Linked DNA regions of Mus musculus: regions 1, 2, 3, 4, 5 and 6 are each linked to region 7. The links are chromatin contacts, called in public HiChIP or PLAC-seq and promoter capture Hi-C maps. All regions are on one chromosome and are shown on one strand. Each heading gives the region's core, a stretch centred on a gene start, on an enhancer-like site or on the middle of the called end of the contact. The rest is flanking DNA. Distances are from core to core; before and after follow the strand shown. Region 1 holds the start of Ubr4 (ubiquitin protein ligase E3 component n-recognin 4). Region 2 holds the start of Mrto4 (mRNA turnover 4, ribosome maturation factor). Region 3 holds the start of Micos10 (mitochondrial contact site and cristae organizing system subunit 10). Region 4 has its middle 33 kb from the start of Iffo2. Region 5 holds the start of Akr7a5 (aldo-keto reductase family 7, member A5 (aflatoxin aldehyde reductase)). Region 6 holds the start of Tmco4 (transmembrane and coiled-coil domains 4). Region 7 holds the start of Rcc2 (regulator of chromosome condensation 2).

Region 1 (3,941 bases), core at 565-3,064, 1.3 Mb after region 7:
GAAAGCATGACTCAGGAAAACTAGCAGCAATTTAAACAGTGAAATCGGAGGCTGCCGCTGGCTGAGGATGGGCTGAGGGGTTGGCACCCAAACCTGATAACCAGAGTTCAATTCTTGGACACTAAGATAGGAGAGAATCAACTCCTAAAACTTGTCCTCAGATCTCCAGAGTGCGCTCAAGCACAAGCGTGCTCTCTCTCTCTCTTCTCTCTCTCTCGTCTCTCTCTCTCCCTCTCTCTCTCTCTCTCTCTCACACACACACACACACACACACACACACACACACAATTGAATTACAATAGGGCAGAGAGATGGTCCAGTGGTTAAGAGCACTTCCTGTTCTTCCAACCCAAGTTCAGATCCCAGTGCTAGTGCCAGGCAGGTCACTGCTGCCCCTAACTCCATCTCTAGGGGATCTGAAGCCTTGTTCCTGCCTCCTGGGGCATCCGAATACACAGACACACATACACGTGGATTTTTTTTAAAAAAAAGGAGGAAAAGAAGGTAAAATAAAAAGATGCTAGATAATTTGAGACTTTCTGATACTTGTTTTCATCTTCAAAACAACCTTGGGCATAATTAAGCAAGAAAATCTATTTGTTAGAACTTAAATTATCAAACCCAGACACTATTTTATTATAAATTGTTAAAGATCATTCATCCAAAACATCACAGGCAGTGACAGTTGTTGTGATAAATAATAATGCCAAACCACAGCAATTTCCAAATAACACAACTTTCCAAATAACCTTTAGACATATCCTGCTGACCAGCAAGGTAAAATGACCCGCTTAGCAATTTCAGAGAGTTACTGGGGCAAGTAAACTTGGTTTGGCTAGGAAAACGAAAGTGAGAAAACAGGCTTTAAAAGCATGAGTCTTCTATTAAACTCATTTGCTCTGAGCCCCGTAGTCAGGAAAAGGTAGACACAGAGATCACCACATTCCCATGAAGAAATACGACTCTTGCAATCTAACAATCTGTATACAAAGGTATGAACACATTAACAGCAAGCCAAGGAACAGTCCCGTAAATAAGAGTCTGTAAAGCATTTTATTGAGAAAGAGAAGGACTCCGATCTCGGATATACGCAATTACAGTGCAAAGTAAAACCGAAGTATTCAGTGGTAACTAGTGGCTTCAGTCACAGAAACAGCACGTGCCCCCAGTTATCATAGCACCAAAGAAAGACCGTTATTAAACTATGTGGTAGCTCTCCAAAGTAAACCTCCGGTTCTGGTGACAGGGAGAAATGCAAACTCATCCACGCCCTGACCTTAACGCGACTGAGGTGGATGGGGAGGGGGGGGGCCGGGGGCAGCGGGCCGGGTGACACTGGCCCAGCAGCACCGTGCATCTCAATAGCCAGTTCTCAAATGCGTCCGGCCACGCCCTCCAGCCAGAGCAACCATAAAAGTTTTGCTCCGGAGGGTAAATCAAGTCAGGGATGGTTCACGCCAGAGCTGGGTGGAAACCAGAGGCGCTCTCGTTCCCAGCGCCCGGGAGTCCCGAAGGCATGCGTGGGGTGGATTCCCTGACAGAGTGGACTCACGAACCGGCCCGTCCTCCCCTCCCCCCCCACCCCGCCCGCCGGCGCCGCCGCCCGGTACCTCTCGATGACTGAGGCCACCAGCTGCGGCAACTCCTTCATCTCGAAGGCGGAGTAGGACGCGGACAGGAGGGGCCGCACCGCCACCTCCCAGCCCGGGGTCGTGTCCTGCCCGGTCGCCGGGGCTCCGGGCGCTGGAGCTGCTGCCGCCGCCTCTTCGCCGCCGCTCGTCGCCATCTTTCGTCGTACTACTGCGGCTCCCTCCGGGGGCTTGCCACCGGCCCAGCGCCGCCTCCCGGGAGGGGGCGGAAGTGACGCAATCGTGCGCGTCAGACAGCGCGCCGCGGGTCGCCCAACAAAAACGCAAAGACCTGGACGGCCTCTGACTTCTGCGGGCTTAACCCAGGGTAGTGCGCCTGCGCACGATTGAAAATGCCAGAGGAGGGCTAGGAGCAATGCCCTCTGCGCGTGCGCCATGGCGGCGAGCAACCCTGCGCATGCTCGCGGGAAGCAGTAACTACCGCGCGTGCGCGGGCCCCGCAATAAGCGGCAATATGGTTCCCCAACCTCCTGGAAATGTAAGTTTGTGACTTGGATTCGGAAGAGATGTCTGAACGGCGCCATCCTAGGACAGACAGGGGGGAGAGGAGGCCACAACCTGCTCAGTGTTAGTCACTTCCTCTGCCCAGTGTACCGCATGAGCAGCCAGCCATTCTAGCGCTTACCACTTGGCAAACTTTCTGCGCACACCTTCGCTTAGTAATGATTTTCTTCATGAATTCCTATTTCGCAGCCACTTCTTTATATATTTAGAATTCCTTCGATAATAATCTAGAGAGAACGTTAAGCTTTTTTGAAATTTGGTCCCTATAGGCCAAATTGTCTGCGAACCTTCCTCCCTCAGACCCCAGAGGGTAAGCATTAGTAGCCATCGCAGCAGTCTTTCAGGGGCCCCTATTTGGGTTGACTGTTGATTTCAGCAATCCTTCTATCTTCACCTCCAGTGGAATTACAGGTGTGGGTGTCCACACCTGTTTATAGTTCTGTCGGGAAGGGGGAGGATGGTCTTATTTTATTCGGGCGTTTCCACTGTAGCTCAGGCTGACATGGAACACTAACACAATCCTCTTGCCTCAGCCTCTCAAAGTGCCAAGATCATCACCACGTCTGGCCATCAGCAGTAATAACAAGTCTCATATTTCTGGCTTTGGGGTGTCAAGGCACTCGGAATAAACATCTTCCTTTTCAAATACATAATTTAGTAGTGGAGGTTCTTGGGATAACATCTATGTTGTAAATTTAGACTGAGGAGCTCAAGAGATAACTTGACAGTTCCATTCTCACCACCCAGGTCTAGCTGTTATGGTTGTAACTCCAGTTCCAGGAGATCTGCTGTCTTCTTCTGGACTCTATAGAAACCTCCATTCCCAGGTGCACACACCCTCCACACATATACACACATGTATGGTGTGTGTGTATATATATATATATATATATATATATATGCGCGCACATAAATCTATTTAAAGTGTTTGGTATGCCATCACTGGGGAGGCAGAGAATTACCACAAACTCAAGACCAGTCTGGTCTACGTAGCAAATTAAAGCCTGTCAGGAATATACAACAAGACTCTGCCTCAAAAAAATAACATACATAAATTTAGATAACACTGAAAAGCAGTGTTAGATGAAGCACAAGTTTCAACACTATTCCAATCTAAAAGGTAAGATAGTACTTTCCAGAATAGTAATATTTTATGAACTAAAAATGAAGGACTTTTAATTCCGAGAGGCAGGGGGGGTGACCTGAAAATTTAGAATTAATTGCAGGGCTGGAGAGATGGTTGAACAGTTAAGAACACAGGCTGCTCTTCCAGAGACCCCAGGTTCAGTTCCTAGCAGCTAGACTCCCAGCTACAGTAACTCTAGCCCCAAGGAATCTAACACCCTCTGGGCCTTTCCCCACACCCAGCCTGGGGCACACACATGTACATAAATAAGAACAAATGTTAAGGGAATTAGAAAAGGGGCTCTCCCAGAGGGCACAGTTTCAGTTCCCAGCACCCACATGACCGCTCTAACTATACTCCAGTTCCAGGGGTCTGATGTCCTAGCCCTGGATTTTTTTGACACCAGACATGCATATGATACACATACACACAGGCAAAACACAATATACACAAATAGTAAAAATAATATGAAGCCAGGCATGGTGGCCCACACTTTTTTAATCTCAAGGCTCAGAAGGCAGAGGCAGGCAGAGCTTTGTGAATGCAAGGCCAGCTTGGTCTATACAGGGAGTTCCAGGAAAGTCAGAGCTATAGAGACAGACAATATATAAATAATAATAATAATAATAAAGGAAAATAAAGACTTAGGAGACAAGTTAAGA
Region 2 (3,590 bases), core at 1,005-3,504, 1.3 Mb after region 7:
TGTCAACATGGCGCCACACTGAGAGATAAGAAAGTCAGACATTGCTTCGAGCCAGAGCCACTGTGACCAGGAAGGGGCTGAGGCCTTCATTTGCACAGCATTATCTAACAAACAATCCCAGCAGCAGGGATAATTCAAGGGTAGTCGGCTAAGGCTTCACTGCAAAACAGGATAGAATGTAGCTTCTGCAGTGCTATCTTTGTTTGTTTGTTTGTTTTTTGTTTTTTTCGAGACAGGCTTTCTCTGTGTAGCCCTGGCTGTCCTGGAACTCACTCTGTAGACCAGACTGGCCTCGAACTCAGAAATCCACCTGCCTCTGCCTCCCGAGTGCTGGGATTAAAGGCGTGTGCCACCACGCCCGGCTTGCAGTGCTATCTTAAAGGCCTTCAGGACAGAGGGAAGGAATTACAAAGGCAGTGCGACAAATTTACCCAGTGAAAGACAACAAGACTAGAGAACATAAAAAGAAGGCAAGCCACGGGTCGCTCAGATGCACCCAGTCAGCTTCCTTCCCAGAAGCCTCTGGTCTCCGCAGTTCACTCACAGATCTCTCCAGTCCGAGAATTTAACGCCGCAATCACATTCTTCTCTGTGGCCACAACCAACTTCTTGGATCCAGGGGAAAACTCCAAGGAGGCAAACTTGATCTTCCCAACATACTGCTGTCTCCTGAGGACCAGTGCAGGGGAACGTCAGGGCACGAAGACAAACTGCTGCCTCACACCAGCACATCTCCCTCAGCACACGCAAGAAGTGCGTGCTAATGAAGAGCTCCGAGCATACGCAAGAGTTCTGTGCAACGTACTCAGAAGCAAAAGAAGGCAGGAGAGAACTGCCACCATATACATGGGAGACAATACCAGTCTGCCAGCTAAATGTAACACCTACCTACTCAGGCAACACCCCAGAGTCCTCGGCCTAATTAATTTTTAGCGGCAACAGACTTCCAGGGGCACGGCTTGCACACTGTTGCAATGGGGAAATGCTGCTGTCTGAGGCACACTGATTGAGCCTGGCATTTAGATGACATCTCTCATTTAGACCACTGTGTTATTTAGCCTAGTTTGTTTTAAAGGAGCTTCTGGGGTTTGATTTTTTTTTTTTGGTTTTTCGAGACAGGGTTTCTCTGTGTGTAGCCCTGGCTGTCCTGGCACTCACTTTGTAGACCAAGCTGGCCTCGAACTCAGAAATCCACCTGCCTCTGCCTCCCGAGTGCTGGGATTAAAGGCGTGCGCCACCACGCCCGGCTTTGGGGTTTGGTTTTGTTTTAAGATTTATTTATTTATTTTATGTATGTGAGTACACTGTCACTGTCTTCAGACACACCAGAAAAGGGCATCAGATCCCATTACAGATGGCTGTGAGCCACCAAAGTCCAGATAGGCTAATGATTGTTGGGACCAGGACCCAAAATGAACACCTTTAAAAAAAATACATATGTATGTGTGTGTGTGTGTGTGTGTGTTAGTTGTCTGTCAATTTCCCCAGAAGCATACAACTGATAAGTAGCCAAATGCTTATTCAATCTGAAATAAGCACAGTCAGAAGGAAGGGGTGAGCGAACGAATGTCAGTTTGGAGAGGGAGAGGCCACACTGCACCCAGAGAGTCCCTCAGAGGAAAAGGCTCACTTTAGAACTTGTGAGACAAGTGGACTAAGTGACACCAGCTAGTTTCAGGCTTAAAGTTCACTGGGGCTAGTGACCTGGGACCCAGAAGATCACAAACCTGACAGCCACAAAATCGGACATGACAGGAAAGGAGGGAACTAGTGACCTCTGACCAAAACCCTTAAAGCCTGCCTTCACTGCGGAGCAATCTGCACCGTCACACACAGGGCGGCTTAAAGAGCTCCCTCCATGCTTAACATAAAGCTCTTGGGTTGACATCTTACGACTCTTCATATCTGAAGAGGAGACTCTCACATTGTCATTCTGCACAGGGTGCAGCATTCATTCATTCATTCACTTCTCCCTGAAAGCACCCTCCCGCACCCCCGTTAAGTTATAGTCTGGGTTCGGCTCCATAGCAAATCTCCTTCAGATTAGCAGGAGGGAGACAGATGCTGAGGAAGCAAACACCGACGTCCTGGAGAAGCGTCACCTGTACGCACCAGTCAAACTTGCCCACTTGGTCTTCGTAGACCGCGGCCGCAGGGACGAGCAGCACAGCAGCCCAGATCCAGAACCCAGACGCCACCGCGACCGCCATGATTGAAGCCCAAGCACCGCCTGCCGCCAGCCCGGCATGCACCGGGCCTCAAGCCCCTCCCTCCGCAGAGCCATAGAGAGGAACCGGTTCGCGAGGGACTTGGTGGAGTGCTCGGGACTCGGAAGCCGCCGGGACTGGAGGGACCCGGGACCTGGGCAGAGAAGTGGCCTTCAGGACACTGGGCGGAGCGCAGGCGGGGAAGAGAGGGCTCGCCACAGTTCAGGCACACGCGAGGGGCAGCCCCGAGCGCCGTCCCATAAGCCCCCGCGGCAGCCGGGTCCTAACCGGCCGCCCAGTCTTCCGCCGCACGTGCCTTTGCCGCGATGCCCAAATCCAAGCGAGACAAGAAAGGTAGGTTCGGGGGGCCTGCGTCAAGGGGGCGAGGGGGACGCGGGTGAGACGCCGGGGCCTCTCCGAGAGGCTCGGCCGGCCGAGATAGCGAGAGAGCTGGAAACTGGTCCGGGCCGACAGCAGTCGCATAGCCCAGGCTCTCCTCGAACTTGCCAACCAGGATAGTCTTACACAACTAACCTTGCTGCTTCTACCTCCCGATTGCTGGAATTACAGGCAGCATCACTAAACCAAGTACGCTCTTGTTAGGCAAACACTACCCACATAGCACTGGTCTACATCCCCTGGCATGTGCGAGCGACCGTGTGTGTTTGAGAGAGGATCTTGACGATGTAGCTCAGATTTGCTTAGGACGGTCTCATTATCTCAAGAAAATAGGGGTTTTACAGTTTCGACTACTGCATGTTTTGTTTGTCTATTTATTGCTGGGGCCTTGAACTCTTCCAACTGTCTGCCTTGGCCCCAAATACTAGGATTCCATACTGAGCCACTACATCAAGCTAGCGGGCTGGCGCTTTTGTGGGTGTTAGAAGACAAGACAGTTGAACAAAAAGGGTCCGGCTTCATCAGACTCACCACCTTAGTTAGGGGTGTGTGTCTGTCTGTCTGTCTCCTATACCCCTGTCAAGTCAGTATAATGTGTCAGGTAGTCCAAGTGGAGTATGGAGCAGGTGGGAGTGATAGTGTTTTGCATAATGTTGTCAGGAAAACTCTCAGCGGTTAGAGAAGGTCGTTTGGAATAGAGGGAACACAAAATGAAAGGGGTCTGTGGTGTGATTAACATATTGTGGGACAGCCAGTGTGGCCATAGTGAACAAAGTGGGCTTAGAGGAAAAGACCCAGCCTTTGGTGTGGCTTTGCTTTGAAAGGGTCCCTTGATAGCACAGAGAATATGAAGGCAGCAAGGCCAGCAACCACCTGCAGCATGCTAAGTCGCACCAGAATCCTAGCGGTGGAGAGTCCGGGAATGACTGGCTGGGTGTGACTGTGTGCCTTGTAAAGAGGGACTGTGAGTGGCAGGCAGGGTAG
Region 3 (3,588 bases), core at 586-3,085, 1.6 Mb after region 7:
AAATATATTTTTTAAATTCCCTGTAAACATAAGTTTTACATTGTTTGATAGGAAGGACTAATAGTTAATGCCTCTCAGACACTAGTATGGGTGGGATAGACATTTCATCTGAAACAATACATAATAGAGGTTAGATGGAGGTGTGAGAATCCGCATTCTAAACAGGCAGGGAAAGGTGAGGGCTGGAGGAAACCATCAGAATCAGGGAGGGTGGTGTCTTGCAGGTATGAGTAGCCAGAGAGACAGACGTCCAGGAAGCAGGGACAAATGCAGTTTAAAACGAGATAGAGAGAGAGAGAGGTATTTGAGTAGTGAGAAGTTTGGTTTCTTTGAAAAACACAGAAATAAGACTTGGCTTTTGTCTTAATCCCAGGTGTGGGATGTAGGGCTGCTTCAGACTGTCCACAGCGCTGACGTGGCCTCGAGCTCTACCAGGGGTGTGATTCTGCCAGCTGCAGATGGTTTCTGCGACTGTGTGACGTTTGGATCCTGGGGACTTTCCAAAGGGTCTATAAATGCTAGGGCCTCAAGGGGCAGGTTGTTGGTGGGTTGCTGCTGGTTAAGTAGTAAAGTGGGAAGAAACAATAAGAAACTAGCTATTCTGCTGGAGAAGATCAAGCTTGCTCCAAGGAACTCAATGCCCCTCATCAGCAGGAAACAGTCTAATGATAACGTCACCTGTTGCCCTATCCTTTCTTATCGCCTATCTAGTGTTAGGGGGTTGAGTGGGTGGAAGAAAAGAAGTATCTATAAAGTAACACTGGTTGCGCTTTAGGGCTGTTTAGGTCACTCGGCAAGTAATAGCACTGCCTCTAAGTCTGGTGATCTGCGTTCAGTCCCTGGCACCCACAGGGTGGAGGGGCACCCACTCCCACTAGCTGTCCTCTGACTCCCACATGTGCCATTATAGGGCATGCGCAGGCACCCACACACTCTGTATAAAATGCAGCAGGGTGGGGGGTTGTTTTTAAATCCATTTGAATGGAAGTCGTTCATGCTCAAATAAATACTCCCCGACTGTGGCCATGCAGACAACCCTAATTAAACTGTGGATGGAGTGGTGCACATCTTTGATCTCAGCCCTACAAGGCAGAGACAGGTAGATCTCTTAATTCAAGGCCAGCCTGCTCTACAGAGCCAGGTCCAGGACAGCCAGGGCTACACAGAGAATCCCTGTCTCTGAAAAACAAAACAAAACAAAACAGAGACAATCAGAGAAACAGAAAACAAAACCAAACCCTCATATAACATGCCGGGCAGTGGTGGCACATGCCTCTAATCCCAGCACTTGGGAGGCAGAAGCAGGGGTTTTCTGAGTTCAAGGCCAGTCTGGTCTACAGAGTGAGTTCCAGGACAGCCAGGGCTACACAGAGAGACCCTGCCTCAAAAAAAAAAAAAAACAAAAACAAAAACAAAGTATATAACATATATATATATATATATATACACACACACACACACACACATTATTTTATTTGTTATATGTTTTATTATATATAATATAGATATATAATATACGTATATTTTATATATATACATGTATACATATACATACACACATATATACACATACACACATGAGGAAGATGGGGTTCAGTAGGTATAAAATGGAGGATGAAAGAGGGCAACAGTAGAACGGGAGGAGGGCAATGGCCAAAATAATTATGTACAAATATGAAAAACCCAGGAAAGACAAGGCCTTCTGTACTCTGGATGTAGTCAGTCTTCGCTTCCCTTCCGCTATCTCCAAGGTCAGGGTCACCTCCGGCTCCCAGGCAACCTGTCACCTTGACGACCGAGCGAAGAAAAGCCGGAAGCCAGGGACGACGTATGTGATCCCGCGATATTTGGCGCGCCGGCTCCGGCCGGAAGCTTATGGTGGCGGCCGGCTCTCGCGAGACTTGCCATCAGTAGGAGCGCGGGGGCCGGCCGTGAAGAGTGCTGGAGTTGCCAGTGAGGAACATGTCGGAGTCCGAGCTGGGCAGAAAGTGGGACCGGTGCATGGCCGACACGGTCGTGAAGCTAGGTGAGCTCATCTGCCTCTGGTAGGCCCTGGGCTGGAGCCGAGCGGCCCGCGCGCGGACGGGAAGCCGCAGGGGTCAAGCCGCGGCCTGCTGCTGTCTGGACGGCGGGGCGCGCTGAGCTGCGGGGCGCTGACAGGTGACGACTGTCAAGCGGGGCGGCGAGGGCGACGAGGGCGACGAGGGCGGCGAGGACAACGGGCCGAAGGGCGCGGGAGTTTCCGAGGTGGCTGGAGGTGCAGGCCCGGGGAAGCAGCGGTGCTCCGGGAGTGGGAAGGCGTGCGGGACGCGCCGGGAAACTCTGTCACTCCATGCCCCATGTCCCCCGGGTTAGGCGAGCAGCCGGCCGGAGCGCAGACGGCTCCCCAGCCGGGAGCAAGCGGCCTTCGGAAGAAGGTCATAGAAGAAGGCGCTTAACCGCCTCCGTCGGGCCGCGCTGGCAATTGCGGTCGTGCCCGGCCTCATTGATCCGAACCCGCCTCGGGTCTGCAGTTGGAGCCGGGGGTTATTCTCCGGAAGAATGGCCGCAGTCAGATAGATCGCGGCCACCGCCGGCCCCCTCGGTAGTCCAGGTTGTCTCTTTGGACACGCGTCCTGTGACGACACACTTTGTGAGGTCACGGGGTCGGGGAAGGAGGCTCGGGGGGCGGGGGTGTCCCATATAATAGTGATGGTGATGCAGATGTTAGGCGCGCTGCTCGCCACGGTAGCTCGGAAATGACCTGTCTCGTCGTGAGTTGGAGCTCGGTGAAGGAGCTTGCCTGAAATCGCGTTGCTGATAATGTGGCATAGTTGAGAATCCCTCCCCCCCCAGGATTTCTTCCTTGGGGTTCTCAGGCTCTCTGCTGATCCTCGTCCACTCCATCTTTCTCTTGTTGATTGTCTGCAGCTATTGGTGTGTAGGCCAGAGATCGATGATGAGTGGCTTCCCTCCCTCAGTAGCTCTTTGCCCTATTTATTGAGACAGTGCCTCACTATGGAGACCTGGCTGGCCAGGAAAACTATGTCAGCCAAGTTAGCCCTGAACTCAGACACTCTCTGCTGGATTTAAAGGTGTGCACCACTACACAGGACTCTCACAGGAACTGGAGCGCATCAGTTTGCCTAAACTGGCTGCCCATTGAGTTTTGATCGGCCTTCTCCCCCTCCCCAGCATTTTTTCATGGGTGTTGAGGATTTGAGCTCAAGTCTTTTTTTTTTTTATGCCAGGGGCTTTATTATCCACTGAGCTGTCTCTCCAATTCCTCCGACTCTTTCTTCTATACTAACATTTATTGTTGAAACTTAGATCCCATTCTCTCCCCCCCGCCCCCCCCCCGTTTTTGAAACTGGTACTCCTGCATAGTCTTGAACCAACAGATCTGCCAGCCTCGGCCTCACAAGTGAAGCGAGTGAAGGTGTGTGCTGTCACACATAGGTTCATATTTTATACTTCTTGCATGGAAATTATTTACGAGAACTTAGGATTATATCCTTAGATGAATATTATCAGGAAAGAATGAAATCGTGAGCTCATGGAAAGTAGATATGTTTTCTGTTTTTGTTTTTTCCCACCGTTTCCTAAGCC
Region 4 (3,684 bases), core at 913-3,412, 1.2 Mb after region 7:
TAGAGTCGGAACTATCCAGTGTTGAGGACCTACTATGGAGACCCCATGGAGCTTATGCCTTTGATGCAAACTGAGCTGTCCCCAGAGTGAGGGCCAATCCGGGTAAGGCACAGTGGGATTTGAAGCCAGGCTTCAAATGGTGCAAGCAGGCTGCCTGGTAACCTAGGTGCCTATGAAAAGAAAGGCCAGTGCTAAAGGGAGATGACACTGCAGAGAGAGTCAGCATTGAGAAGTCCAGGATGGATTGATCACCCAGTCTGAAATCCTACACATGTCAGGAACCAGAAAGCAGGACCCTTCGCCCAGAGCAACACCAGGAGGAAGGAGCCCGGGGATAGGAGAGATGACAGAACTGTCCATAGAGATACATGAAGCCATTGCTATGGTGTTGAAAGATTTAAAGGAAAAGATGATCGTCATGATGAAGAAAGAAACGGAAGGTGAAATTCATCTTTGCTCCTCCTCAGACTCCTCATCAGAAACTATGGAAGCCAGGAGAAGATGAGACCTCTCCAAAATGCTGCAAGAAACATACTGTGGACAGCATCCAAGGTTGGACGATGAATGGGAATAGAAGCCTTTTCCAGAAAAAAACAAAAGCTGAGGTCAAGTGTGGTGTCAAACACCTTTAATTCCAACATGGAGGCAGGCAGACCTCCGTGAGTTTCCAGACAGCCTGGTCTACAGAGTGAGTTCCAGTATAGCTGGGGCTCTGTACAGAGAACCTGTCTCAAAACAAACAAACAAACAATAAGCATGTCTGTCACAGAAAACCTGTCACTCAGAAACAAGAAAGGGAATTGTCTAAGAAACCAAAGTGACTTGGAGCAGAAAGTCAAAAGGATACAAAAGAATAACTCAGGTCAAAGATAGCAAATTTGAGTTAATACTGAGTGGGCGAGTGGGGGGGGTGTTTAAGCTCTAAAATGGTAAGTATTGCAAGTCAAAATAATAACAGTGCCCAGCAGAGGGTTACAATGTATCTAAAAGCAAAATGTATTACAACAGTCCGGAAGATCAGATTTCCGGTGGTGCAGGGCCACTGCAAGTTTCCTTCTTACAGAAGGACTTTTATTATGTTCTGAAGCCACCCTGGGACTCTGTGGCTTGATCTGCCCTCAAATTGCTGTAATCCTCCTGCCTCAGCCCCCTTGGTGCTGGGATTAGCATGCCTACCTTCTGGGGTTTGTTTGTTTTGCACTGGTTTAACTGTGCTTCTCATTATTGGCTCGCCCTGCGTTGAGTTTTTAAAACCCGGGTGGTTCCATTTTAGTAAGTTATGTGTCTCCAGAAATGCGTTCACTTTTCTAAAGTTCTCAATTTATTAGCATCCTGCTGCTCCCGAGCCTAAGCTTGTTCCATTATCATCTGTGGCAGTGGGTTTGTGCTACAATTTAGATAAAGCCAACTGTTTCTTAGGCGTCCTTTCACAGAGTAGTTTCAAAGCAGTGTGTGTCACAAGCAAGATTTTGCTAAATGTTTAGAAACATTGGCTGCTTGCTCTCCTCTTCCCTATTCCTCCTCCCTCCTGCCCCTCTTCTCCTTTCTTCCTCCTCCCACTCCTCCTCCTGCTCCTCCCCTCTCCCCCCAGCTCCTCCTCCTTCTCGCTGAGAAAGTGGTGTGGGAATGCCAAGTGCCATCATTCTCCCATGGGTCACTTACCTGCTAGATCACCTCACTGTCACTGTCATGACCAAGCCCTTAAAGCAAGCACTTTTTTTGGTTTGGTTTTGTCTTGAGACAGGGTTTCCCTGTGTAGCCCTGGCTGTCCTAAACTTACTCTGTAGACCAGACTGGCCTTGAACTCAGAGATCCAACTGCCTCTGCCTCCAAAGTGCTGGGATTAAAGACATTTGTCACCATAATTTTTTTTTGTCACCATAATTTTTTTGTCACCATAATTTTTTTTAACTAAATGGAATTTGTTTGTGACAGTCTCCGGCAGTCCAAGCTGACTTTGAACTTACCATGTAGTCGAGGATGACACACTCCTTGACCCTTCTGCTTCTGACTGCCAGGTTACAGGCCTGAATCACCAAACCTGACATGCTATTTTTAATAATTAATCCAAAAAAGGCCAGCAAAGAGAAGACAGGGGACAAAGAAGAGATAACTGGACAGAAGACACCAAGCGAAAGGGCTTAAACCCTGCCAGACCAGTGACAGTGCCAAACGTACTATTGAGCTAGGGATATGGTCCAGTTGGTAGAGAGCTTTGCCCGACATGTATGAAGCTCTGGGTTTGATCCTGGCACCACAGAAAACTAGATGCGGTGGCATGCGCCTGCAGTCCCAGCACTGGGGAGGCTGAGGCAGGAGGAGCTGGAGTTCGAGATCATTCTCAGCTACATAATGGGTTCTGGGCTAGCCTGAGCTACAAAAGACCCTAGCTCAGCAAGCCAGCCACACATAAAGACCCTGTAAATTGTATGCACAGTCCTATTTAAAGGTAGTGTTTATTATACTGAATTAAAGGAGGGGAAAACCTACTTGTACAGTTTATAAGAGAACTATCGGGCTGGTGAGATGGCTCAGTGGGTAAGAGCACCCGACTGCTCTTCCGAAGGTCAGGAGTTCAAATCCCAGCAACCACATGGTGGCTCACAACCATCCGATCACGAGATCTGACTCCCTCTTCTGGAGTGTCTGAAGACAACTACATAGTGTACTTACATATAATAAATAAATAAATCTTTAAAAAAAAAAAAAAAAAAAAAAGAGAACTATCAGGTATGTGGCTCATACCTGTAATCCTAGGACATGAGAGGCTGAGGCACGCGGGGGGTGGGGAGGTGGTCACAAAGAGTTGTAGGCTAGTTCAAGATGTCTCAAAAATAAATCCTAAGGCTAAGAAAAAATTAATTTTCTTCAAATTTACTCATTTTATGCATATGAATGTTTTGCCTGCATGTATATCTGTGTACCATATACGTGCCTGGTACCTGAGGAGGTCAGAGGTATTAGATGTCTTTGAACCAGAAATACAGTTGGTTGTGAGCCAGTGTGGGTATTAGAGCCTAAACCCAGATCCTCTACAAGAACAATAAGTAAGCAGGGCGGTGGTGGTGCACGCCTTTAATTCCAGCACTTGGGAGGCAGAGGCAGGAGGATTTCTGAGTTTGAGGCCAGCCTGGTCTATAGAGTGAGTTCCAGGATAGCCAGGGCTACACAGAGAAACCCTGTCTCAAAAAACAAAAACAAACAAACAAACAAAAAAGAACAACAAGTGTCTTAACCACTGAGCAATCTCGCCAGCCCTAAGAAAATTATTCTAAATATATAAAGACACAGAAAAGTTAAATGGACAAAATGCCTGACATGGAGAAAATACGCACGAAAAGAAAGCCAGAGAGACTGTGTGTGTTGATGTCTCCTCGACCTCAGAGCAATTATCAGAGACTAGTAGGGACATTTATCAGAGAGAAAGAGGTCAGTGAGCAGAGACACTCCTGATGCATCTGAGCCTCACAGACAAGCTCCACGCGAGAGTAAAGACGACACACCCGAAGGGAGAAGCTAATGAAGCCATCACGCACTCTGGAAATTTCCACGCTCATCAGCGATGACACAGGTGGAAGCCAAAGATTGAACAGCATCACTCAGCTGGACCTCAATGTCACAGTGAACACCCTGCCCACCTGCAAAGATGGTCACCTCAAGAGAACACAGGACATTCAAAGGCAG
Region 5 (3,465 bases), core at 513-3,012, 1.4 Mb after region 7:
TCAATCTTAACACAAATCCCTTTCAGACCCTCAGAAGCCTGTAATGCAAGCGTACTGTAGCTGCTCCTCAGTGCTCTGCACTGTTTCTTCCCAGATATGGAACCAACTACCTGGACTGATGGACGACGGCGGAAGGATGGATGGATTCTGGCAAGAACAAGGGGAGCCCTCTGATCCCACAGGATAAAGGCTAGAAGACCACAGCATCTCCTTACTACAACACCCGCCCCAGCCCCAAGGCATTCTTTCTGTAACCTTTTGCCTGAGGACTTTGGCCCATTGAGTCTTCAGAAGCAGAAATGGGCTAAAGAAGGGGGGGTTGGGGGAGAAAACTGAAATGTTCATTATCAGTAATGTATGTCATCCAGGTGAACTCTACAGCATTCGGCTTGAGAGATCCACTCACTTAAGTGAGCTTTACCCCATGTGAGTCTATGGAGCCCACTGTACAGGAACCGGGAGGAAGAACCTCAGAACAGGTAAAAGTGAGGCCTCTTTACGTATCAGGCACCCTCCTGAGACTCCAATAGCTTCAAGCAAATGAAGGGCGGTTCCCCTCCCCTTCCAACGCGGGACACGCGTCACTGATCACACACGTACTTTGCAACTCTCAAACTCCATATTCCAATAGCTAGGATTGCAGTCTCCGGTGCACCCTACTTACACTGTAGGGCCCATCCCCAGTTCTCTATGGGCTCTGCCTACTGCTCTTCCCGACAAGCTACTCTTTCCTGCACTCCTCAGCAATCGCGGCTACAGTCTTCCTCGTTGGACCTTTAACTCTCCGTGGAGAAATCACTTCTCCCACGGTAGCCTACAGAGCTACAGAGTTTGCCATTGTAAGACCTGGCACAGAGAATGGGCACAAAGGCCGAAATGCCCTCTCCCGACGCCACCTTTCCGCCCCTGCCCCCAGCTGGGCCCTAGGCATTGTTGCCACAGGTCTCCTTGAGATCCACAGGTGCTGTCGACTGCACGGGACAAAGTCTAGTCCGGACAAAAGACCGGAATGATAAGCATTCTCCAGGAGCGCAGAGGTGGTGAGGGCAAGAGGGGTAGGCACGAACAAAAAGCCTGGTGGGGATGGGGGGCGTGTCGGGGGTGGGGGGGCGGCTATGGACAACGGTTGGCCGGGAGGCAGGGATTGCGGTAGGAAGCAAAGCGCCCAGAGTAGGCTAAACATTAGCGTAGGAAGCTTCCTCGCACCCGCCTCGGTAGCTGCAACTAGAAGTTTCTAAGGAGAGGCGGGACAAAGTTCAGTTCACTAGTTCAGGACTCCAGTTGCCTTGGGAGCTTGGGGTAGACCCAGCTGTGGATCCGGAGCTTCCGAAGCTCCTGGATGCAGATCCTGGCTGGTGCACGCCGGTTGCGGGCACCGGCTCAGCTCTACTCGGTGCGGGGGGCGGGGGAGGCCGGGTGCAGCGGTTACCTGTGCAGTCGCCGCTGCCCAGCCCGAGCCCCAGGCCGCCCAGGATGTTCTCGGACTGGCCGTCGCAGTACATGAAGGCCGTGTCCAGCTCGCTGTGGCCGCGCTCCAGGAAGGCGCGGACCGAAGCGGCGCTAGCACTCGCATCCATGCGACGCCCCATCTCCATGGTGCCCAGCACCGTAGCGGGCCGGAGAGGGGCGCCAGAGGCGGCGCGGGGTGGCGGAGGCCGGGACATGGCGAGAGGACGCCCGACCGAAGTCCCGGAGCGCTGCGCGGAGCGAACAGCAGCGCGGCCCACGGCTCTGGACGCTGCACGCAGCATGGAGACTGCGCCTGCGCACTCGAAGCTTCAGGCTCCGCCCACGGCGGGGGGCGGGACTTCGCGGAGGTCAGCTGATCCCGGCGGGCTCGGATCCTGAAGCTGACACCGGCTGTGGATCTTGAACTGGTGAGGATGAAGGGGGCTGGCGGCTGTCCCGGGCTGGGGGGTCGGGACTCCAGACGCGCCCAGCTAAGTCTTTTCTACACCCTCCTCCAGCTCTGCACGGTCCCCGGCGCTGGTCCCCTCCTGGGGAGCGGGATCGTGGGTCTCTGCCCAACCTGGCCAGGGATCCGGGACGGCCCCACTTCTTACCTGCAGGTCCTTGCCTTCCGGCCTCTCGGCTTCCCTGGACTGGGCGGCCTTGTTTTCCCTGCTCTGGGTGGGGGCCTCGCGGCGCTTGCCCCAGCCGCTGCCCTATCATTATCCCTCCGAACCCGCAGAGTCACCGGAAGGAGTTAGAGCCTTGGTTTGGAGGCCAGGAATGGGTAGGATCCCGGAGCCATTGCGCTCCCCTGACACATTCTCCGTAGCTCTGCAGGTAGGGAACCCAGAATGTCCCATTCCTCGCCAAGCTCACCGCAGGATTCCACAGAGGGCTGGTTAGAAATGTGAGGTAAAGGCAGGCGGATATCTGAGTTCGAGGCTACCCTGGTCTACAGAGCTAATTTCAAGGCAGCCAGGGGCTACACAGAGAAACCCTGTCTCAAACTGCTCCCGTTCCCACCTGCCCAAAAAAGAAAGAAAGAAGTGTGTAGTTTCAGGTTCACTTCGTGTGTACTCCATGCTACAATGTGGTCCAGGGGGCTACAGCAAGAACAGAATATTACTGTTGACTGTGCCAGATAGGCTTTGGTGGGAAGCACCTTCCTGGCTTTGCTTGGAATTGGGGAAGAGCTGGATGTGGCAGGAGATACTGTCTCCTGGCCAGCCTTTACGGACATGAGCCGCGAAAGCCAATCCCCTAGTGGGGAATGTATGTAGCTCAGTGGTAGAGCACTTGACTAGCGTGGGATATGGAGGTTTGGCCTGGGTTTTATTGTAGTCTGCATGCAGTTTAGGAGGTAAGTAAGTGCCTTTTAGGATTTCCTTCATTGTATACATCAGAATGCTGAAACTCCAACACTTGCCCAGAGCGACATCTCAGCCCTGGGCCCGCTCAATTTACAAGTTTCCTTGCATACGCTTCCCGCTCCCGCCTCCCCTCTTTTTTCTTGTTCTGTTTCTTTCCTCCTTTTTTTTTTTTCTCTTCATCATGCTTCCTTCCCTCTCCCTCTCCCTCTCCTTTACATTTTCCGAGCCTTTTGTTGTACAGCTGGTGCATCCAGACCCACGAGACTGGGAAGGATACAGACAGGGGAGAGGGGAGAGAGACTTGCTTGAAGAACACTGGTTAACAGGGACAGTGTTGCCTCTTCTCCAGGATTGTGTTCCAGGGGACTGGAGGCGGTGGCGGCAATGTCCCTTGGATAGGCAAGTTAGAAATGGGTCAGGGTATCTCTACTAGGCATTTGTGATAGAGAAGGATTCCCTAGAGGAAGAGAGAGGCTGTGCAGGTGCCTGGGACTCTGAGGACCTGGGGCAGGAGATGAGGTTAGGAGGGTCATTCTTGGGGTCCTTAGGACCTTGCCTCTGTGATTTTGAACTTGATCCAGTATCAGAATGGAACCTGCATCTGCTTTGGTGGGGAGCACCTGCCTGGCTTTCCTTGGAGTTG
Region 6 (3,904 bases), core at 1,323-3,822, 1.7 Mb after region 7:
CCCTGACTGTCTGAGCCTGTGAGAGTCTGGAGGAAAACAAACAGGAAATGCTGGGTGTGAGGTGGGTGTTATGTTTCCAGCCCTGGAGGGAGCCTCAGCCTCCTCACCTGGAAGTCGGCCACCCCAGCTCTGTGTGTGGCTAAGGTTTCTCTACTGAGGAGAACAGGCTGTCAAGTCACTAGACCTGTGAGGAAATGCATCTCTGAGGCAGGCAATGGTTGTGCACTTGAAAGGCAGAGGCAAGTGGATCTCTGAGGCCAGCCTGGTCTACAGAGTGAGTTCTAGGACAGCCAGGGCTACACAGAGAAACCCTGTCTCAGAAAAGAAAGAAAGAAAGAAAGAAAGAAAGAAAGAAAGAAAGAAAAGAAAGAAAGAAAGAAAGAAAGAAAGAAAGAAAGAAAGAAAGAAAGAAAGAAAGAAAGAAAAGGCAGGCATCTCTGCTCGTTTGAGGCATAGCTCAGTGGTTTTTGTAAAAAAAAAAAAAAAAGCCTGAGTTTTGTCTTCAGCATCCCAAGCAAATAAATTTTTATTTATTTATTTTTAATTTTATGTATTTTGGTGATTTGACTACATGTATATTTGTGGGGGGGGATGTGGGGGGGGGATGTCAGATCCCCTGGGGCAGGTATCACAGCCAGTTGTGAGCTGCCATGTGGGGGAATTGAACCCAGGTCCTCTAGAAGAACAGCCAGTGTTCTTAACCGCTGAGCCATCTCTCCAGCCCCGTGTTTTGTTTTCAAAACAGGGTTTCTTTGAGCCCCATCTGTCCTGGAACTCACTCTAGACCAGGCTAGCCTCAAACTCACAGAGATCTGCCTGCCTCTGCCTCCCAAGTGCTGGGATTAAAGGTGTATATATCTCTATCTCTATCTATCTATCTATCTATCTATCTATCTATCTATCTATCTATCTATCTATCTATCTATCTATCTATCTAATTTAAAGACAGTTTCTCTACATAGCCCTCATTGTCCCCTGGAACTCACTATGTAGACCAAGTCAGTCTCGAACTCACAGTTTGAGATTAAATCCCAAGCACCAGGATTAAAGGTCTATGCCACCATCGCCATGCCTGGCTTTAATTTACTTTTGATTTGGGTACTGTGCTTTCCAATTCATGAAGCATCCTGACACGATCTTCAGCACTGGGAAGAATTATAATCCATGATCCTCTTGTGTTATAAGGAAATGAAGGTTCAGGGTGACACCCAAGGTGACACAGAGAGGAAGTGGCAGAGCCAGGCTCAAGTTCCTTGAGGGCATCTTTTAAGTCCAGGGGAGTGGGAAACTGAGGCTGGAAGCAGCATCTTCGGTGATGCCCAGAGGTTCAGGCGGTTTGGTAGGGTTCTAACTAGGAGGATGGGGCCCTGGGTTCCTTCCTGACTTCTCAAACATACTGGGTAATTGGGGATTTTGGTGGCCTTGTCTTTCTGCCTAGCTGATTCACCCTGAGGAGTCTTCACTACTGTGTCTTCAGAGCCTACACGATGACACATAGTAGGTGCTCAATAAATATACCCCGTGAGTGGCGTCCTGGGAAGCCCTACAGGGGTGTGTTCCCTCCTACTTGAAGGCAGCAGTGGCCTCAGGATCAAACCTGCAGATTTAGCCAGCCCCAGCTTCTACTCTGGGTCACCCCTGGCAAGGACAAGGACATCATGGAGGCCAGTTTTGAACCTAACACTGGGTCAAACTCTGAAGTCAGCTCACCCTAGTTAACCTCTTTGCTCTGACTGCCTGGTCCTGGCCAAAATCATCCCATTGTTCCCAGACTCAGTTTTCCCGGATGTAAAAACCTGTAATGTGAAATGTCCCCTACTCTGTAAAAACCCGCAGCGGGGCGAGAAGCCACGCCCCCGTCACAGCAGGAAGGGGCCGGGCCTTTCCGGGACTCTAGGGCTTCCCAGGCCTCGGGGAACTGAGTCTGGAGACACAGAGGGTGGGAGTGGGTGCCTGGAGCTCCCAGTACGCAGGGGGCGTCCAGTGACCCTGCGTGACCTTGAGCAAGGTCCTTTCTTCCCTTCAAACCCAGCGACCGGTGCCCTGGGCTGTGCTGGCAGGCGGGGGCCGCTGGCATGCTCGTTGGCATCAGTTTCCCCTCCAGCTACTCAGGAGTCCCGAGAGCACTTCCGGGTTCGGAAGCGCAGTGGAGGCGGCGTGGGGACGATCGGGGCTCCCCGCGGGCTTACCTGGAGGCGGCAGCGACGGATGGGACGACGGCAGAACTTCTGGCAGCCCCGCAGCTCCCGCCCTGGCGCTCCCCGCCTGTTCTCTCCCTGGCCCAGCCGCCCCACACCGGCCCGGGCCGGTCCCGCCTGCGCAGCCCTAGGGCCCGGGCCTTCCGGGCTGGGCCGGGCGCACCGCCACCTAAGCCACCAAAGCCATCGCCCGGGTGCTGGCCTTGGGACGGGACCCGCACTTCTGTGTCTCCCGCTCCCCAGGAAGCGAGAGCGCGGGGCACAGGAGGGGTCTGCAGAGAGTGCTCACCAGGGGCTGGGCTGGCATGAGGGGAGTTCGAGCAGACACTTGAAGGGGAAGCTTCCAAATTTTGCCGCCACACTTGAAAAGAGCCTGTCCCAGAAGGTGCCTCCCCCTCCTGTGCACACTGCTCGGTGAAATTTGCAACACCCACGCCTTCTGATCGTTCTTTCACTTTCTCTAATGCTCGCCAGTCGTTGCACCCGTGGCTCTTCCGTCCCACGGGCCTCCGTTTTGGGGTTCCATTCCTGTTAGACTAGCCACCCACTCAGCTCTAGTCTTTGAACAAGTATTTGCTGAGCACCTACTACGTGCCAGCAAGGTTATGGATTAGCACACCAGGCCTTCGGGCCCATATTTTAATCGTAGTATTTAACACTGAAGTTGATTGTTTTCCTGTTTGCCAATTTATAATCTGGGTATCCCACACTAGAACTTAAAGACCCCAAGAATGGAAGGGGGGGTTGTCTCCCATGCCTCATCCTCCGCTCTCCTCATTTGGGAGCCGGCTCTTGGTTGCCCAGGCAACCTGTGAAATTTCATCACACCTAATCTACAGGTGAGGAAGTAGGTGGCCATCCTGGTCAGGGCTGGAATCTGAGTCACCATGACCTCTGACGTCGTTGCTCTTTCCCCTGGAGAAGATAGGCTGGAGTTGGAAATGGAAAAAGTTCTCGAGCGGACAGATGAGACGTGCGGCATTCCAGCAGGGAGCCTTATGACTCAGGATCCGACTGGAACGCTAGAGGGCCTCCATCACCTGATCTCTCTATCGGCCAATCAGGACCTAGAAGAGCTAGGAGGTTATTGTAGGTCAAAAAAGGACAGTTGTGGAGGGTTGAAGGATTCTAGCTGAGATTCTGGGCATCACTAAGTTGGGGAAATAACCATACCAAGGTGGCACGCTCCCCCCGCCCCCCGCAAATATCATGGAATTTTAAAAGATCCTATTGTTGTCTATGAGGAATGGAGGATTGGAGTGACCAGAGGCCACCGATTAAGAAGCGGTCCTGAGCTGAAGTAGCCAGCCTCAGCCTGAGCAACTAACTACCTTAGCCTTTCAGATGTGAGACAGCTGCCGTTTTTTTTTTTTTTTTAATTTCAGCATAAGTTGATTTTAGTAAGTTCTTGATATTAAAAAAAAATAAATGTAACTCTGAAAGTTAAAAAAAAACGGTCATTCTCTAATGGAAAACAGAATCACAATGGATAAAGAAAATCAATATGGAAAATAGTTTTAGAAAAGAAGACATACTCAAAACAAAGTGATCGCTTAGGTGGGGTTTGGGGACAGTAAAGACGCAGGGAGAACACTGCGAGTGACTCCTCTGCTTTTAGTCCATAGCCACATATCAATATTGATTTTTTAAAAAAATCTTGTCCAATGTATCAGTGTTAAGATTGGAAAGTAAGGCAAAGGTCACAT
Region 7 (3,529 bases), core at 28-2,527:
CCGCCCCCCCGGGGCGCCCGAGCCGCAGCGGCGGGAACCTCAAAGCCCCGGCGCGAGCCGGCTGCTCCCCGCGGACTGCCCTCCCCCCTCGGGGGGAGGAAGAGACGCGGGGGTGGGGGGGAGGAGGGGGGTGGACGCACGGGGGGGAAGGAGGGACTGACAGCCCCCGCGTGGCCGCGCACACCCGGTCCCCCCCCTCCCCCGGCCCGGGACTGGCTCCCCGGAGTTCCCCCGCGCGGCGTGGGGGAGGGGCGGGGCGTGACCCCACGGCGCCCCTCCCCCCCAAAACCGCCAACCGCCCCCGCCCCACTCACGACGCGCTCCTTCGTGTGCTCGGGCTCCGTGATGATCGCGGCCGCGCCGGCCGCCTTGCCCGCCGTCGCCGGCCTGGCTGTGCGCTTGCCGCCGCCGGGGGCCCCGTCCAGCTCCGGGCCGTCCTCGTCGCCGCTGCTGCCGCCGCCGCTGCTGCTGCTGCAGCGCTCGGGCCGCTCGCGCTTCCTGCCCGCGGGGCCGCCGCGTCGCCGGGGCCCCGCGCGCGCCGTGCCGTTGCCCGAACTCGGCTCCTCCCAGGCCGCCCCCTTCTTCCTGGGCATGGTCGCCGGGCTGCGGGAGACACACGGGGCGCACAATGCACACGGGGCGGGCTGCGGGGCGGGGGAGGGGACGCGCGGCGCGGCGTGGGCCGCCCCACCTGCTGCTCCCTCGCCCCTCCCCACGCCGCGCGCCACGCGGGGACCCCCCCCTGTACCCCGGCCGGGCCCCAAGCACCTGCGAGCACGCGCGAAAAGAGGAACTTTCGTGGGGCCCCAGCCCGGCCCCCGCGGCCCGGCGCTCGCCCCGTCTGCTTTTTTTTTTTTTTTTTTTTTTTATTGATTTTGAACAATGGGATCTCTGTCTGTCTCCGATTAAACCACGTGGATCCGCCTTCCTTCCCCTTCTTATTCATTCCGTCCCCCAACCCCCCCTTCCCCAGCGTCTTTTTTTTTTTTTTTAACCTTTCTCGGGGGGGAAGGGGGAGGGAGAGGAGAAAAAAAAAGAGGAAAAAAAAAAAACTTTCCCAGACCCTGCAAACTGGTCCCAGACGGTTTCCAGCCCCTACCTGGTTGGAGTGATGAGAAACGAGGAGGGAAGCGACTGAAAGACGGGGTCGAAGGCTTCTTCTCTCCCCGGCCGGGACGAGGGCTCCAGCCCACTCACCAGATACACTTAAAATGTAAATACGAGCTTCCAGAACAAATGCTACAACACAAAACAGAAACACATGTGCGGCCGGGCGGCAAGCGAGCGCGCGCGCGGCGGGCGGCGAGGGGCCCCGGGTGCGCGCGCCCCCTACCGGCCGGAGGACCCCACCGCCCAGCCGGGCCGCCCACCCGAGCCTGCGTCCCGGACGCCCGGCGCCACGCCGCAGGCCCCGCTGGGCCCCGCCGCTTGCGCGCTCCGCACGCCCTTGCACGCAGCGCGGCCTGCGCGTCACAAGGCGTCTTCGGGGCTCGGGAGAGTGTCAGATTCTCTTGTTTTTTCCCCCTGAGCGTCTAGACAGGTCACCTGAGGACACTCGCTGGAAAATAGTTGCTTTGCTCACGCAGCAGCCAGCGAGGGACGTGCCCTAATTGAGTGATGGGAATGAAAAATGAACACAATTTGAGTAACTTTCTCCTGTGCAGACTCAGGGTAGATTTGATACGTCGTGGATGCGTCCAGAGTGTGCAGCCGGGTGCTGTTAGAATGATCAAGTTACATAAAGGTTTGGTGTAGTATGAAATTAGTAATTAGCTGGGGGACGTACTATGAAATTAGTAATTAGCATAGGTGGACTTGAAAGTACTTGTGATGGGAATTTTCTTCATTTTAAAAACGTATTTACCGCGCCTCAGTACAAGCAAGACTAGATGCAAAGGTGCTAGAAGCTTAGAATACAGACCTGGAGAACAAGATCTCTGCCCAGTTGGAAGGCGAAGTAAGAGGAAAGATTAAGAAATTACTGAAAGCATGGTACTTACCGGGTTCCAGGATCAAGGAAGGCGTTCCCTGGGAGAGCTGAGTTTTAAAATTGTAAAGAATCTGACCTGGCAGAAGTGGGAGAGGAAACCTTTCCCCTACCCCGTGGGACAGTGCAGGGTCTAGGAATCCGGGAAGAGAAGTGGCCAGAGGTGCTGGGGTCAAGGCTGAGGAGTCGACAGGGCCCCCCTCACAGGACCCGACAAGCCACGTGCACGATCGGCTTGGTTGGAACTAGGGGAAGGTTTGCATCTCAGTGTCACTTTCTCTTCTGACAAATGTTTTTCTTTGGGGTTTTGTTTCCGTCTCATGTAGCCCAGGCTGGCCTGAAACTGACCGTGTAGCCCAGGCTGACATTGAACCTGATCCTCCTACTTCTCTCTCTCTCTCTCGAGCGCCCGAGTTAACACTGAAAGTTTCTTTTTTGGCAACTTCCTTGGTTGACTAGAGAGAGTTTCTAGGGTCTTTGCAGTTCGTTCTTAATTACATCAAGAAGCGGGATGGGGGCGGGGGGAGGGTGCACAGGACCAAACGTTTGAAGGCAGGCGGAGAATCCTGGAGAACCAAATCTAAGTTATTTGATCAAAGTCACCAGCCTGGGTGGAAGCACTTATGTAAAACAACTCAGAAAATGAGCACCAACTGGTGCGTTTCAGGGATATTAGAAGCACCGTCTGAAAGCCTCTTAATAGACCTGGCATTCGAAAAGATTGAAGAGATTAAGCCGTGATGCTTTGATATAAAACATTAGAACCAACTAGAAAAGAATTCTGCCTAAGTGTGCCGTCAGGTCCGGGTTTCAGGAAATGGCACGCCGGAGCTTGTCCGGGGGTGGTGGCTGGTTGGGCGGTTATCCTCCCGACAACACCCTGTGTGGCCAATTAGAAACGCTGAGGGTGCCTTTAAAAGGTTTTTAGGCAGCGAGTCTCTCTCTCTTTCTCCTGCCCCATTATACGGCTTTCTGCCGGCGTAAAAGGCACATGCGTCAGAACCGCTGATGCAACCCGACGCTAATATCACGTTGCATCATCTGACCCAAGGTGTGGTGCTTCCAAAACTGGTTTTTCCTGAGGCTGTGCTAAGGAAGAAGAGCACTCAGAGGATAACACCCACTAACCAGCCCTCCTCGTCGGATGGGAAAAGTGTTCTCTGCCACTCCATGCCTCACTATTTCAGACCCAGGGAAAGCCCGAGTGATGCCCCTGGTTGAGATGGGGGTGCGGGCGCACACACGAAAAGGCGAACATGTAGGCTGCTGTTCACCTTATGTAACCAATGTGACAGAGTGAGGTGCACCTACGGGCCATGCAGGGAGTGCTCCCTCCAACATACACTTGTGCTTGGGCTTTTTACTTCATTTTAATTGAGCGTCTGCTCGGGACAGAAGAAAGAAGAGAAGAGAGAGCAAATTCTATCTGAGCACAAATGCCCGGCTTCCGTTTGTACATGGAAATATGGGCCATCTTACTGTTAGTCTCCTCTGCTGCTCCTTAATAAAAGTTAAACTCGGCGGCAACCAGGGTCCTTCCCA

The links. Promoter capture Hi-C pulls out the DNA fragments that hold promoters and counts their contacts. HiChIP or PLAC-seq counts read pairs in DNA pulled down with a chosen protein or histone mark.
Region 1: a contact with region 7 is called in an H3K27ac HiChIP or PLAC-seq map of T-cell acute lymphoblastic leukemia, with 5 times the contacts expected there. The contact joins the promoter of Ubr4 here to the promoter of Rcc2 in region 7. A contact is called at or near these places in 4 of 39 promoter capture datasets (the C10 cell line, embryonic stem cells, hippocampal neurons and 1 more), 1 of 484 Hi-C or Micro-C datasets (the G1E-ER4 cell line) and 6 of 115 datasets of contacts at active chromatin or transcription factors (T-cell acute lymphoblastic leukemia, acute myeloid leukemia, astrocytes and 3 more).
Region 2: a promoter capture Hi-C map of hippocampal neurons shows a contact between it and region 7, with 6 times the contacts expected there. The contact joins the promoter of Mrto4 here to the promoter of Rcc2 in region 7. A contact is called at or near these places in 2 of 39 promoter capture datasets (hippocampal neurons and liver), 2 of 115 datasets of contacts at active chromatin or transcription factors (the SCID.adh cell line and pancreatic cancer cells) and 1 of 9 other capture datasets (pancreatic islet).
Region 3: a contact with region 7 is called in a promoter capture Hi-C map of pre-B cells, with 2.1 times the contacts expected there. The contact joins the promoter of Micos10 here to the promoter of Rcc2 in region 7. A contact is called at or near these places in 2 of 39 promoter capture datasets (liver and pre-B cells).
Region 4: a contact with region 7 is called in a promoter capture Hi-C map of liver, with 2.3 times the contacts expected there. The contact joins the enhancer-like site here to the promoter of Rcc2 in region 7. A contact is called at or near these places in 2 of 39 promoter capture datasets (hippocampal neurons and liver) and 4 of 115 datasets of contacts at active chromatin or transcription factors (astrocytes, embryonic forebrain, embryonic stem cells and 1 more).
Region 5: a contact with region 7 is called in a promoter capture Hi-C map of the C10 cell line, with 5 times the contacts expected there. The contact joins the promoter of Akr7a5 here to the promoter of Rcc2 in region 7. A contact is called at or near these places in 2 of 39 promoter capture datasets (the C10 cell line and liver) and 2 of 115 datasets of contacts at active chromatin or transcription factors (large pre-B cells and pro-B cells).
Region 6: a contact with region 7 is called in an H3K27ac HiChIP or PLAC-seq map of regulatory T cell precursor, with 9 times the contacts expected there. The contact joins the promoter of Tmco4 here to the promoter of Rcc2 in region 7. A contact is called at or near these places in 4 of 39 promoter capture datasets (hippocampal neurons, liver and pre-B cells), 1 of 115 datasets of contacts at active chromatin or transcription factors (regulatory T cell precursor) and 1 of 9 other capture datasets (adipose tissue).

What each region holds. Positions count from the first base shown.
Region 1 is chr4:139,378,532-139,382,472 of GRCm38.p6, reverse strand. Ubr4 (ubiquitin protein ligase E3 component n-recognin 4) reads right to left here and starts at 1,814. Exons shown (of 106, transcript NM_001160319.1): 1 at 1,611-1,814. The coding sequence starts at 1,786. Emc1 (ER membrane protein complex subunit 1) reads right to left here. Exons shown (of 24, transcript NM_146157.4): 24 at 3,738-3,941.
Region 2 is chr4:139,351,240-139,354,829 of GRCm38.p6, reverse strand. Mrto4 (mRNA turnover 4, ribosome maturation factor) reads left to right here and starts at 2,254. Exons shown (of 8, transcript NM_001290810.1): 1 at 2,254-2,561. The coding sequence starts at 2,534. It overlaps Emc1 (ER membrane protein complex subunit 1), which reads right to left and starts at 2,243. Exons shown (of 24, transcript NM_146157.4): 1 at 2,113-2,243; 2 at 545-669; 3 at 1-18. The coding sequence starts at 2,210.
Region 3 is chr4:139,129,360-139,132,947 of GRCm38.p6, reverse strand. It overlaps Micos10 (mitochondrial contact site and cristae organizing system subunit 10), which reads left to right and starts at 1,835. Exons shown (of 4, transcript NM_001163006.2): 1 at 1,835-2,026. The coding sequence starts at 1,963.
Region 4 is chr4:139,539,384-139,543,067 of GRCm38.p6, reverse strand. It overlaps a transcript of Iffo2 not described here. Among named protein-coding and RNA genes, the nearest start is that of Iffo2, 33 kb to the left of the region's middle. Within about 2 kb of position 2,162, at least 5 of the 459 cell types and tissues checked have an H3K27ac peak or open chromatin away from gene starts, as enhancers often do. A contact at or near this core is called in liver, where this site is marked.
Region 5 is chr4:139,309,041-139,312,505 of GRCm38.p6, reverse strand. It overlaps Akr7a5 (aldo-keto reductase family 7, member A5 (aflatoxin aldehyde reductase)), which reads right to left and starts at 1,762. Exons shown (of 7, transcript NM_025337.3): 1 at 1,430-1,762. The coding sequence starts at 1,751. It overlaps Slc66a1 (solute carrier family 66 member 1), which reads left to right and starts at 1,798. Exons shown (of 9, transcript NM_145384.3): 1 at 1,798-1,877.
Region 6 is chr4:138,971,573-138,975,476 of GRCm38.p6, reverse strand. Tmco4 (transmembrane and coiled-coil domains 4) reads right to left here and starts at 2,572. Exons shown (of 17, transcript NM_029857.3): 1 at 2,190-2,572.
Region 7 is chr4:140,699,221-140,702,749 of GRCm38.p6, reverse strand. Rcc2 (regulator of chromosome condensation 2) reads right to left here and starts at 1,277. Exons shown (of 13, transcript NM_173867.5): 1 at 1,100-1,277; 2 at 315-603. The coding sequence starts at 593.